Regions from separate parts of the Capsicum annuum genome. Here region 1 is linked to region 2. Evidence: chromatin contacts called from public Hi-C data. All regions are on one chromosome and are shown on one strand. Each heading gives the region's core, a stretch centred on a gene start, on an enhancer-like site or on the middle of the called end of the contact. The rest is flanking DNA. Distances are from core to core; before and after follow the strand shown.

Evidence for each region. A called contact is a pair of places that touch in the nucleus more often than the background predicts.
Region 1: a contact with region 2 is called in a Hi-C map of leaf, with 2.0 times the contacts expected there. The contact joins the enhancer-like site here to the promoter of LOC107873645 in region 2. A contact is called at or near these places in 4 of 5 Hi-C or Micro-C datasets (bud, leaf, pericarp and 1 more).

The regions. Positions count from the first base shown.
Region 1 is chr1:44,688,838-44,695,705 of UCD10Xv1.1, forward strand. No RefSeq gene overlaps it. Among protein-coding and RNA genes, the nearest start is that of LOC107873982, 13 kb to the right of the region's middle. Within about 2 kb of position 2,529, at least 2 of the 5 cell types and tissues checked have an H3K27ac peak or open chromatin away from gene starts, as enhancers often do. A contact at or near this core is called in leaf and pericarp, where this site is marked.
Region 2 is chr1:44,476,322-44,483,399 of UCD10Xv1.1, forward strand. It overlaps LOC107873645 (anther-specific proline-rich protein APG), which reads left to right and starts at 3,027. Exons shown (of 3, transcript XM_016720580.2): 1 at 3,027-3,625; 2 at 3,762-3,998. The coding sequence starts at 3,113.

The DNA.
Region 1 (6,868 bases), core at 1,279-3,778, 210 kb after region 2:
TTGCAACATATATGACTAATCCGTTGCACGTATGAGTAATCTATTGCAACACATATGACTAATCTGTTGCAACAGATGAGTAATATGTTGAAACATATATGACTAATCTATTGCAACAAATGAGTAATCTGTTGCAACATATAGGACTAATCTGTTGCAACAGATTACTCATCTGCTGGATTCGTATTATAGTGTTGTAACATGAATCCAACATATGGGTCATCTGTTGCAACAGATTAGTCATATGTTGCAACATATTACTCACTTGTTGCAACAAATGACTCATATGTTGGATTCATGTTGCAGGTTCTATCCATTGTAGTGGTAGCAGCTATACCAAATAAAAAATTCAATAAAAATCATAATTATACTTACAAAATTACCTATGAAGTAATGTCCAACTGATATACAAACAAAATTTGACCTAAAAAAAATTTTAAAAATTTCAACAGAGGCACAATGAATAAGTGAAGCACATGAAAAATTTCATGAAACGGGTAAAGAAGACAAAAATAGTATATCATACATCAGATTCAAAAGGATCAAGAGGACAAACGTTTGAGTTCTCCTAAAAACGTTTTAAGTTCCCTAGTATTTTAATTGCTTTCTAATGGATGATCCATCTGTTATAACAGATTTTCGATCTGTTTGATAATTTTCAACAGATGAATCATCTGTTCCAACATGTTAGTTATCTGTTGATTCAAATTAAACAATTATTAGTAATAACTAAATTGATTTATCTAAAATTAAAGACAAGGCTTTAAGACAACGGGACAAACATTTGAGTTCTCCTAAAAATGTTTGAGTTCCCTAGTATTTTAATTATTGTCCAACAGATAACCTATTTGTTGCAACAAGTTAGTCATTTGTTGCAACAAATGCTTATAACAGGTTAGTCATTTGTTGATTCAAATTAAGTAATTATTAATAATAATTAAATTAAATTAATTAAAATTGAAGACAAGACATTAGACAAGGGAAAAAACGTTTGAGTTCTCCTAAAAAACGTTTGATCTTTACTGTTTTAAATTATTTTTCAACACATATTTTGTCTATTTAATAATTTCCAACAAATGAGTCATATGTTGCAACAACTTAGTCATTTGTTGTAACAGATGTCTATATTTGTTTGATAATGTTCAATAGATGAATTAGTTGTTGCAACAAGTGAGTCATCTGTTGCAACAGATGTCTATATCTGTTTGGTCATTTTTAATAAATGTTTTTATTTGTATGGTCATTTCTAACAGATTACTCATCTGTTGTAACGTGTTAGTAATTGATACAAGAATAATCCCGGATATGGATTTATGAGAGTGTGTGTTGGATCCGAGACTTGGTGTGTTTAATTGAAGAGCCAAAGAGGACCTAATTATGCACCCAAAACAGTCCAAACACTACACTTGGGCTACACTTGATGGGAGCCCATCACTTAAGGGCCTTTTGGTCATTTTTAGCTTTCATTTTGTAATAACTGTATAAGTAACATGTTGGGGCTTCCATTAGTAGTTTTTGGATGATATTTGTAAGTCTTGTAAGACTTGAAACACCATAGCTAGGGCTTGGAAAACCCACCAACCGAAACTAGGATAAGATTTAGTGTGGAATCACTAGTGATTGTAAATTGCTTGGAAACATTGATGCTTGGGAGGTGGAATCCGAACTTGTATTTTTGTAAGAGATTGGTTTATTGTTGTGTGTAATGTTAAGGGTCCAAGATTGTCCATTCTTGGGTTCTTAAGATTATGCCTTTATGTGGTCTATCTATCTATCTATCATTTTACCTTCTTGTAATCTTGTTTATTGTTTGTGTTATAATCTTATGTTCTTGTTGTTATTGTTAAATCCGAATATTGTGTCTTCTTGTTTATCATCTTGAGTTCATTTTATTCTTGTTCTTGTTGTTGTTTTGGTGTTAAAACACACAATTATATCTTGTATTCTTGTTGTTGGTAGTGAATCCGAGAGTGGTTTCCAAAAAGGTCCTCGGATCCTTAAGATTTGCAGACTGTTTTGGAGTTGTTTTGTGTTTCCCTTGTTGTTCTTGTATAAGTAATCTATTGATTCAAATTAAGTCATTATTAGTAATAACTAAATTGATTACTAAAATAAAATATGAATTAATTAATAAGCTCAATTACAGTTTTAATTAATCTCATGGTAATTACACGATCAACTAAATATGTTCGTCCTGAGTAGAGTGATCAATTGACGAATTTTATTTGAAATGATTCAAACTAAGTCATCACTAGAAATAACTATTTTGATTTAACTAAAATTAAAGATGAATTAGTAAGTTCAATTACGATTTCAATCAATCTCGTAGTAATTACATGATCAATTAAGTGTTTCGTACTGAGTAGAATGATTAATTGACCAATTTTATTTGAAATAATTCGAATTAAACCATTATTTTTTTTAAAAAAAATAATTCGTGGTATTTTCCATTTATAAAGAAACAAAGTACACTATTGAGTAGGCTTGGAGTCCTACTCATCTGCTTTGAGAGGTCGACAGGCCAACCTCTTTATTAAAAGCCAGTCACTACGGGATCTCCTAATCCAGATGGGCTACTAGGGAGGGTTGAAACAAATTTCCCTATCTTTCAATTGTTTGATTCAAAATGATACCATTTCCAATTTATCTAATCTTGCTAGACCCCTACATTCCTTTGGAAGATTCACAAAAGTAGTGAATATGAGCTTTCTTTTATGGGCGTGACTGTATGCCGCTAATTTGTCTGCAACTCTGTTTCCTTCGCGATAGCAGTGCTGAACTTGAAATTTCTCCAACTCCATCCATTTTCTAATTTCCTCGACCGCTTGCATTAGTCTCCATGGTACTGTACTTTCTCCTTTAACGCATTGTAAGTAGTTGAGAATCTGCTTCAACTACCTGTACGTTTGTATTATATACTCTGCTCAACTGCAACCCAATTTGCATCGCTTGGCATTCAGCCCAATTGCTAGTACCCTGGCCTAAATATATCGAAAATGCTATCTTTATGTTGCCTACAGCATCTCTTATAATCCCACCCACTCCACACAATTCCACCCTGACAACTTCCGTCCCCTTGGAGGCTTGTTCCACCTCACCACTTTGTGTGTTCTTATGTTCATTTTTCTATCCACTAGATGTTGTAGTTGTACCCACGTTCGTGTGATGCAAAATTCCTCAAATTTCTCGCCTATCAGGTCAAAAAGATTTTTTAGGATAAAATTCTCTCACCTGTGTGCAAAAGCTTTCTCCATACGATATTGAGCAGTATTTCTCGACCTCCACAACTCCCACGTGATAAGATCGGAAAGGACTTTGACTATAAAAGCAGCAACCGGGTTGACTGATTTACACTTCCACCACTTTATGGGATTTGACTAAGGTGAAGACCCGCTAAACTAACTCCCACCAATCCAGCAAATTTTTTCCAGATTTCTTGGACAAGAGTTCCTTGTCTAAAAATATGCTCAACATCTTCTGTAATTTGGGTCGGAGGTGTACAACAGTAACATGATGGGTCCACATTTATTCCAAATTTGCAAACTTTTTCATCCGTTGGCAGTCTATTATGGACTGCTCTCCAAGTAGCAAAGACCATCTTGAAAGGTATCATTTTATACCATAGATGAGAGTAAAATTCAGACGGATCTCTCTTTTGACGCAATATCGCCCACATTGAGGAGACTGTGAAGTTGCTTTTTGTCGTAACCTTCCATATCGCCCTATCGCGTTTCTCATTATTGAGCTTTACAATTTGTTTCATCACCTTATTTTGCGCTAGTTCAGGGATGTCAAAATCCAATGCCTCTAGGTGTCATTCTCCTCCTCTATATACTGATGCCAGTGAAATTTCCTTGGGTTTTGTGCCATCCTCCATATATCTTATCAAAGGAACCTCTCCTGTCCAGTTATGATACCAAAAGGATAATTTTCCATCACCTGGTTTCCACACCATGTTCTCCTCTAATTTTTCTATGACTCGTGACATATCCCTCCAGTGAAGTGATTGACCAGGATACCATTTTGTTACCGTGGGTAGCATAAACTCCTTCCATAATGTGTTCCCAGTTCTAAGGTTCCACCACGCCTTTGCTGCCAGTGCTTTGCACGTGTCTTTAATTCTCCTAAACTGAGCACCCCCTTCTTTGTACGGATAGCATAGGTACTTCTACGCAACCCAATGATGTCTATCATTGCTGTCCGACCCCTTCCAAAAGAAGTTTCCAAACACATTTTCAATTTATTTGATTACTTCTTTTGGTGGATGTATTATTGTCAGTAGATGAGTGGGGATTGCCTGAAGCACATGCTTTATCAAGATTGCCTTAACTCCTGCCAAAAGAAATCTTGTTTGCCATCCCCGTAGTCTATTTGTCACTTTAGCTATCATCTCTGAGAAATGAGCAATCTTTTGTTTTCCAAGAATAAGTGGACAACCTAGATATTTCACTGGAAATTGCTTAATCTGCATCCCTGTTATCATTGTTACTCTACTCCTTGTGTTTAGAGATGATTGTGGCTGAAGCATCAAACAACTTTTTAATTTGTTGACTCTTTGTCCCGACACGCTCTCATACTTCTTTAATGCCTTCATCATCAATTTCAAAGATCTCGTATGCCCACTTGTGAAGATGATGACATCGTCCGTAAAAGCTAGATGGCTAATTTGGGGTCCATTTCTTCTCATGTAAAAACCACTGTAATTTCCGCATTGCTGGAGATCATTCAGCAATATTGAGAGTAACTCGGCCCCAAGAACAAATAATGACGGTGAAAGTGGGTCCCCTTGTCTCAGGCTGTTGCTCGATTTAAAGAATCCGTGCCTCTGCCCGTTGACTATAATTGAATACCAGTTGTTTGAGATGTGTCTTAGAACCATATCTATCCACTGGTGTGAGAATCTTAGTTTTTCCATGATGTTACTTAGGTATGACCATCCAACCCTGTCGTATGCCTTTGCCATATCTAGCTTCATTACCACATTTTCCCCTTTTTGCGATTTCCTGATGTCTCCGATTATTTCTTGTGCTAATAAGATATTTTCTGAGATCATTCTTCCTTTCACAAATCCCGACTGATTATTTAAGACAATTCTTGGCAGGATTGAGGCTAGCCTAGCATTGAGGATTTTTGCCATGATCTTGCTTGACAAATTGAATAGGCTTATGGGCCTGAGATCTGTCAATTGTTGGGGGTGCTCAACTTTTGGAATCATCACAAGGCACGTCAGCCTCCTAAACTTTCTTCTTTAATAATGTCCCAACAATGTTGGTGGAATAGTGCGCCCAGTCCATCAGGCCCTGCTGCACTATCTGCATTAATTGAGAAAACACACTCTCACTTCCTCCATGTTGGTAATGCCGTTAGTATTTCATTATCTTCTTTTATCACTTTAGCAGAAATTTTTATTCAGGATAGGGTGATCTCCCATTGCCTCACCATGGTAAAAAATTTGATGGAAGTAGTTAATTGTCGCATCTGCTATGTTGCTAGTTCCTTCCCGCCATACTCCATCATTATCCTGAATTTTCTGCATATTCAACCTCTGTTTTCTTCCTTTTATCACATTGTGAAAGTAGGCAGTATTTTTATCCCCCTCTTTCAGCCACTTTGCTTTTGCTTTTTGTTGTAATACCGAGTCTTGTAGCTTTAGAAATTGGAGATATTGTGCCTTCTTGAGATTTATTTTCGATCTCTTTTCTGGATCATCATCAATGGTAAGCTCATACTCCGCCTCTTCAATTTCTTTCTCTAGCCTTTTTGGTTCTTCATATATGTCACCAAAAGCTTGTCTTGACCAACAACTTAGTTTTTGACATACTTTTTTCAACTTTTGGTGAAGAATCCACATGGCGTTACCAACTACTTTCTCTTGCCAAGCCTCTGCAACTACACCCTTGAAATCTTCGTGCTCAATCCAAAAGTCCAGGAACTTAAAATACTTCGGTCTATTTACTTCTGGTGTTCTAATTGTGATGAGAAGTGGGGCATGATCCGAGCTTACTCTAGCTAAGTGTTGAACTGTTGTATCACCTAATTCATCAACCCAGTTGCTGTTTAAAAACAGTCTGTCCAGTCTTTTCCAGATTGTCTTGGGGAACCCTCTGTTATTGCACCAGGTGAACCGATTTCCATAATATCCAGCTTCGACTAGACCACAATCATCCAAACACTCTATAAACCACAATCATCGACTCCCCAAGGGCCCTCAATCTTGCTTCCCCAACTTGTCAACTCTTCCCAAAGGAGTCTTCTCTCCTGTATTGTACACTGGCATAGACCACTGTAAGGTAAATTGCATCATTATGCATTGGGCATGCAATTTTGCAGGTCATCTATTGTTCCTTGTTGTCTAGCACCTGAACATTCAAATCTGGAGTCCAGAACAACCATATTTTGTTATTGCAATTATAGAACCAATTTTGGAGTCTGAGTTTAAGACCATATCTTACAATCTTCATCGATTTCGCTTTTGGTTCTTGAAGAGCAATAAAGGAGAATTTGTATTGTAATTTTAGTGATTTGAGCCTTTCAAAGGCCTTTTGGGACTTCATGCCCCTTATATTCCATGAGAGTGTGTCAAACATTGGAAATATTAGGGGGGTCATTTTTATGTCTTTCTTGCTGCTTTCTCTTCGGCCGGCCAAGTTGTCCCTTGGTGGTCTTGTCAAAGCTTTGAGACCCTCTTGGTGAGAGACTTTTTTGCTGAGCCATCTTGACAACCTCCTCATTAATTATGTCACCTCCACTTCCGAAATCCAGTGTACGATGAGCTCTTCTTCTATTTTCATCATCAGACATCACATCCATTGTTGTATCAAGTAGGTTTGCCATATCTTCGTCCTGAGTTTCAGGAACTTCCTCTATG
Region 2 (7,078 bases), core at 1,777-4,276:
ATTTTGGAGTAACGGAGTTTGCAGTTTATTGTTGTACCTCGTCACTGTGTATAATATATATAGGCGTGCATATCATTTTTTTTCGCTTTTCTTTTCTGTTTCATTTAAAAAAAATTGATGAAATTAACATACAGTATTGTAATATTCAACATATCTACTGAATAAACATTCGACAAATTAATAGTATAACATATAGCAAGAAAAGATTCATGTAATCAAATTATCAAATATACATATTAAATAGTGTATTGAGATTATTCAAATAGTTTTCATTCATGCCTTTTAACAATAAAATTTATAATATAAAAATGATTCAGATTCAAAGATAAACCTGTGATGATTTAAATAGAGTAAGAAGCAAGAAACAATCGTTACCAGAAACTCAAACACGAACTCGACTTCAACTTTTCACTTTTTCTCTTTATTTTTTGATTTCTTTTTTCTGGTTTTGTTTGGTTTTCCTCTCGGCCTTTTATTTTTGATTTTTTTGTTTTTTGTTGTCTCCCTGTTTTTTGTTCAGTGTTTGTTTCTTTGTCTGGTTGTTTTCTCAAGTTGTGTCTTGTGTTTTTCTAATATGACTTCTCCTTTCACCGAATGTTATTTTTACCCTTTTGATTTTTGTCCGTGAATTTGCCTTCTCTTGTTGTTTGTTTTCCTTCTCTTTTTATCTGATTTCTCTCTATTTTTCTTTGTCTGATGCAGTGTAAAAAATGTTTGATGATAGACTGTACCTTGATTTTTTCTGGAGAGAAAAGTCTTTAAATAGTAGGGTTCTTGGGGAAACAATTTTTATTCAGATAGGATAGGATCATCTTCAATTTTTTTATTTTTTTTAGATAATGATCTTCCTTTTATTTTAATAAATAAATAAATTATATATAAAATAAATAATAATAAAATAATATTAACTAATTAATTTTTTATACTTAAGAAAAATATAATAAAAATATAACTAACTTAAAATAAAATATAATTAAGAGAAAATAAAATTACTAGCTTATTTATAAAGATCTAAATTAAAAGAAAATATTTTTTGAAAAGTTTTTTGTATTATTTAAAAATAAAATAAAATATATATATATAAAAATGTAACTTTATTTATTATTATTTTTTATTTATTTTCAACCAAAATTTATTAAAAATATAATAAAAACTAAGATAAATATTGGATAAAAATAAAATTATTTAATGCCGAAAAATATATTAAATTCAGAGGAGGTCAAAAATCATGTGTCTACACCAGGTGATTTCTTCTTCATTATATTAACCTTGGTGGATACAACTGCCTATACTTATTGCTGGTGGGAGGTGATATATATTCCGTAGAATTAATTGAGGTGCATGAAAATTGATTCAGATACCACGATAATAAAAAGACATATAAAGTGGTGAAAGATATCTCATTAATTAGTTGAAATACGCAAAAGCTGATTCAAATAATACGACTATAAAAAAAATCAAAATAATGACAAATACTTGATAAAATTAATAAGTCAATTTTTAGTTTACCACGTGAAATGAAAGTATAGCATTTAATTATAAAATATTTTATAGTACTTAGTGGGATGTCATACATTATTGTCCTTGATATATGAACACTTTTTTAATCACGTGCAATAACAATAATTTGTCTACACCACCTACCACTGTATGTCCTTTGCTTTTTTTCCACCTACCACATCTTTTATGTATTTAGAATATTTTGAAATGTGAGAAGATCAATTGAGATATGATTTGGATATTTATTATATTTATTTATAATTTATTTATGTAAGAAAATTTTGGCAAGTAAAGGTATTAAAAGAAAAGATGGATTCGTGGATCTAAAATTACATGAAAGGACATTATATAGTTCAAAAAGACTTATAAATTCTAATTAATATATATGAAAACTTAATGAAAAATAAAAAAAATGATCTGAAATATATCTAAATTTTGACGAAATTTGTTATAACATGTCTGAATTTTGCGGAGGTCGTATGACCCTCTTTGTGGAGGTCCTATGACCCCCCTAGATTATTTATTAACATATTTTACTGATAGTTATTTGCACTAAACTTTTATTTATTTATTTATTAGCGTATTTTATTTTTTATTAGCTTATAAATGTCACTAAATACACTAATAAATAATTCAGGGGGTCATAGGATCCTTACAAAATTTAGGCGTGTTACAATAAATTTCACTAAAGTTTGGATATATTTTAAACTTTTTTCCCATGAAAAATACAGTACAATAGAAAAGAGAAAATCCGTATAAAATAATATCTATTAGTTGAAAATATAATTTTAGACCTGTTACATAATTCCTTTCCCCCCTCATTAAATTCTAATCATATTAAATTAATTTAGTGCTCTGCTTTAGTGTGGTAACATATTTTCATAATCTTACAAGAAGTCTATCGTGACACAAATATTTACAATAGATTCTACGACTTGAATTCATAATTATAATTTAAAGGGAATTATTTTCAAGAGGCCCTAATTCTTAAGAAAATATTGGACGTTTTGAAAAAGAATAGTGTTAATAAAGACATAGTTTTGAAACATAATGGTTCAAATACAATTAAATAATTATTTGAGCCCAAGAAATTTATAGTATCATTTAAAGATGTTACTTTTCCAGGATATTGATGCGAGTTACCTAATTCTTTGTCTAATTTATTGCTCATTCATGGTTGTAAATAAATCAAAGGAAATATTTTTTTCGGAAACACAACCTATATCCTAATATAATGTTGTGTGTACGGATATATTTTAGTTGTTATAGTAAAATGTTATATAACATAATATGAAAATTGTCATTTTAATCATGAAATAATATTATAAATGATGGTTCATATAGAGAGATCAGATTATATATAGAAGTAATTGAAAAATGAATATATAAAATAATAAGTATTTTATCAAAAATAATACTATGAGACATGATCCTAAAGGAATGGATAGATATTAATTAATCATAGGGTTCTTTGGAAGAAATAATATTCTATGTGCACATGGATCTATACTATTGAACTCATGATCAACCTACCATCTTAACTCTAATAATTTAATTATATATATAGATGTGATTTTATCACTTCATTGTACAAACTATTCATTAGTGAAAAATGGCAATTATGAAGATGCTCATGATGTTAGTGGTGGCTGCAATATTATTTTGCAGCCATCACCAGGTGACAAAGGCGCAAGATATCGCCTTGGTCACGACCAACGATGAAAGCGATTCATTGAGCTCCTCCCCATTTGATATTCTATGTCAGTATTGGCCGTGGCCGTATCCGTGGCCAAGACCATGCCCTCCTCCAAGGCCGCGACCACGACCACGACCATGTGCACCACCACCTCCACCACCATGCTCTCCACCACCGAGATCACCACCACCACCTCCACCACCACGGTCACCTCCTCCCCGCCCGGCAATGTCCTGCTCGTCTAGTGACAAACAAAAGGTGCAGAAATGCTTTAACGAAACAGTTTCAATTGACGAATGTTGTCCAACATTTCAGAACATACTTGGTAAGAGTTGCCCTTGTTATCAGTATGCTGAGGATTTAGACAATCAAGTTTTGATCACTGCCGAAGCTTATTGTGATTTCAGTACCCCGTGCAAGGGAGTTCCAGTAAGTTATCATTTTTATTTACCATTTAATATTTTGCAACAAAATCACGTACTATCTTATACATTTCTCTTTATGAAATTCTAATTAAAATTATTTGTTCGAATTAGTAAAGTAATTCTTTCATTTATGAATACAGCCTCCTCCCCCGAAATCACCTCCTCCTCGCCCAACAGCGGCCTGCTCAGCTAGTGACAAACTAAAGGTGCAAAAATGCTTTAACGAAACAGTTTCAATTGATGCATGTTGTCCAACATTCCAGAGCATACTCGGTAAGAGTTGCCTTTGCTATCAGTATGCTGAGGAATTGGACAATCAAGTCTTGATCACAGCTGAAGCTTATTGTGATTTTGGTAGCCCTTGCAAGGGTGTGCAAGTAAGTCATTATTTTTCATGGTCAAACGGACACTAAGAAAACTACTACTCATTTAAAAGCATTAGTAGTTATTTCATTTATAAATACATACCTAATGTTGTATTTTGTTAATTAATTTCAGGTGATTAAGCTATCCAAGGATGAATAAAAGTGTTTAATGCTTAATTCCAAATCTTGTATTAGATTAATTGTTGTTAATTTCTCTTTCTGTTGAAAAGTCTCTTGCTAATTGTTTACTTTTTTTTTTACCCTTTCCTTGTTGTAACTTATAAGACCCTTTAGTTTCTATGGGTACACTTGTAATCTTGTGTATCAGCAATTTTAGTGCTAATAAAACTATATTTTATTGAATTGAGTGGCTAAAAATTTAATACTGAAAATTATTTATAAGTGCTTAAATGGTCATTCAACTATTAAAAATTATCCCAGGATGTTGGTTTTTTTTTTTCCTTCTTTTATATCAGAAAAAAAAAAATCTTTTTTCTTATTTTACTACTTAATGAGTATCATTCAAGCAGGAAAGTGATATATTCAATTATTTATTAATGATGTGACACCTGATTTTTAAATAAGAGTATTAAATTAAACCTATCTTAACTAAAACCTCCTATCCAACCAAATATTCGATCATAAAATTCTTTAATATGTTATGCGAAGTCCTTTTATCTCTCAAAAAAATATTTAATATTTTGGACATTTAATTAAATGAAGGTGAGTTTGGGAGCATCTTTTTGGAGCTTTTATACTTTCGAAAAATATCTTTACAATAAATATAAACAACTAATGAATATAATATGAATGCGCCACGTCTTGATTTTGTAACCTAATTTTGGACCTTAAAGGATAATGTATGAGATTTTTGGTCAAAATAAGTTGAGTTTAACATTTTTATTTTTATTTATATTTAAAAATCAGGTGTCAGCGTCATTAAAGGAATTTGAATGTATCATTTTTTTGTTTGAGTGGTCTTTTGAGCAAAATAAGAGAAGACAAGTGATTGTTTTGATATATATATACACTCCCTTTCTTCCATTTTACTCGTTTTAAATTTTTTAATTTAATTTCTCATTTTACTTATCATTTTTTATTAATCCAGACAAAACAATTTTTTTTTTTTTACCTTAGTATTAATTATTTTTTTCTTCAAATTAAAATGTAAACATTAATTGATAGAGGTATTATAGTAAAATAGTCATGTCATTAATTTTTTTTCTTAAGCAATATCCAATGTCAAATTGGAACGAGTAAAATAAAACGAAGGAGTATATATATATATATATATATATATATATATATATATATTCAAGCTCATATCAAAAGGTTTTATTTTGAAAGATAAATTATTTTTTATTTTCAGAATTCAAATCCAAACACATGTTTGCACGTACGGAACATCAATTCATATGAGATAAAATTTATTTTTGGACAAGTACAATGTATTTATTAAATGCATAACTGATTGAAAATGACACTATAAAATACTCCGTAGAATTTAAGAATAAAAGGGGAAAAAAAATTGAGAACAAAATTTAATGAGATATTTAAGAATGGAAAAAGAACAACTACATAATTATGCATAGCATACCAAAATTTAAACTTGATGTGCTAAACATTAGATTTATTTTAACACTAAATAAAATTTTGAAATCGAAATTTAATATTGGAGATTTAATTATTTTGATTCGATACGTCTACTTATGATCAAATAATGAAAATCCAAACCCATAAAAGAAAAAAATTGATGGAAAAATCGAGCAAACATATGTCTTCATTCGAGCATTTTTCGAAATATTTTAGTACATTTTTACCCACAAAGAGAGACAATGACACAAACACTTATACATAGCACTCCCTCCGTTTCATTTTAGTTGACGCTCTTTCTAAAAATATTTATTTCAATTTAGTTGTTTCTTTGATAAAATCAAGAAGATTTTATTATATTTTTTCAATACTACCCTTAACATTAAATGACTAAACAAAATGTACTTACTCAAGTTAATATTTTAAAGCATAATTAATAAGACTAATTTGATAAAATAAACCCCCAATTAATATTTTCTTAATAGGTGTGTCAAATTCACAAGGATCAACTAATATAAAACGGAAGGAGTATTAAGTTATTGGTGAGAAATCAATGATGTGAAAGATTAAAGGGTTAATGTCAAAATATACACTTATTAACATTTTTTTTTTTTGGAGTTATCCTTCATTATATATTATTTCATTTATCTATTTAAATTTATAAGTATCATATACTTCAACAATCGTTGCCTTTGTATTCGTTAGCAAAGCCTTCACGAATTTTGAATTTTAATGCAAATCCCCCCGCCCTCCACCCCCCGCCATCCCACACACGCACACACCCTATTATTTGAAGCATGAAAGACCTACTTTTTGTAATTTTAGTACTTTCCTCTCTGTTTTAAAACGAATGAACTATTTTGACTTGACACAAAGTTTAAGAATATAAAGAAAACTTTTGAATCTTGTAGCCTTAAATTAAAATTGTGTCAAATGTATCAAAATATTCTTTAATCTTGTGGCCCTAAACATGCTATGTGAAAAGTTGAAATTAAAGTATTGTCAAACAAGAAAAAAGATCATTTTTAAAAAAAAAAACAGACTGAAAAGAAAAGTAGGTCATTCTTTTTTAAATGGAGGGAGTAATATTTTGAGCCGTGAAGAATTTGAAATATGGAAAAATTACTTCTTGTAAGTTTAATATCATTTGAGATATGGAGAATCGTTTCATTAATTGTAATGAGAGACAAAACATTGAAAAGTTAGATGTTAATTTCGACATAAGCATTCAGTTCCTCAAATTATAGTCAAAATTGTGATGACACACTTCAACTTTAGAACTTAGTTTTAACGTATTTTTGTATCCTTTTTGTATTGATGTGACACCTTTATTAGATAAAATGAAATTCACATTCAAGATGCCACTTCAACTAATAAGACTGACAAAAATATGCTAAAATTTAGTTCATAGAATTAATAGAACCTCTAAAAAGTTGAAATGTATCGTAAAAAATTTGAAGTGTATCATAGTAAATTTGATCATAATTCAAGAATATTAG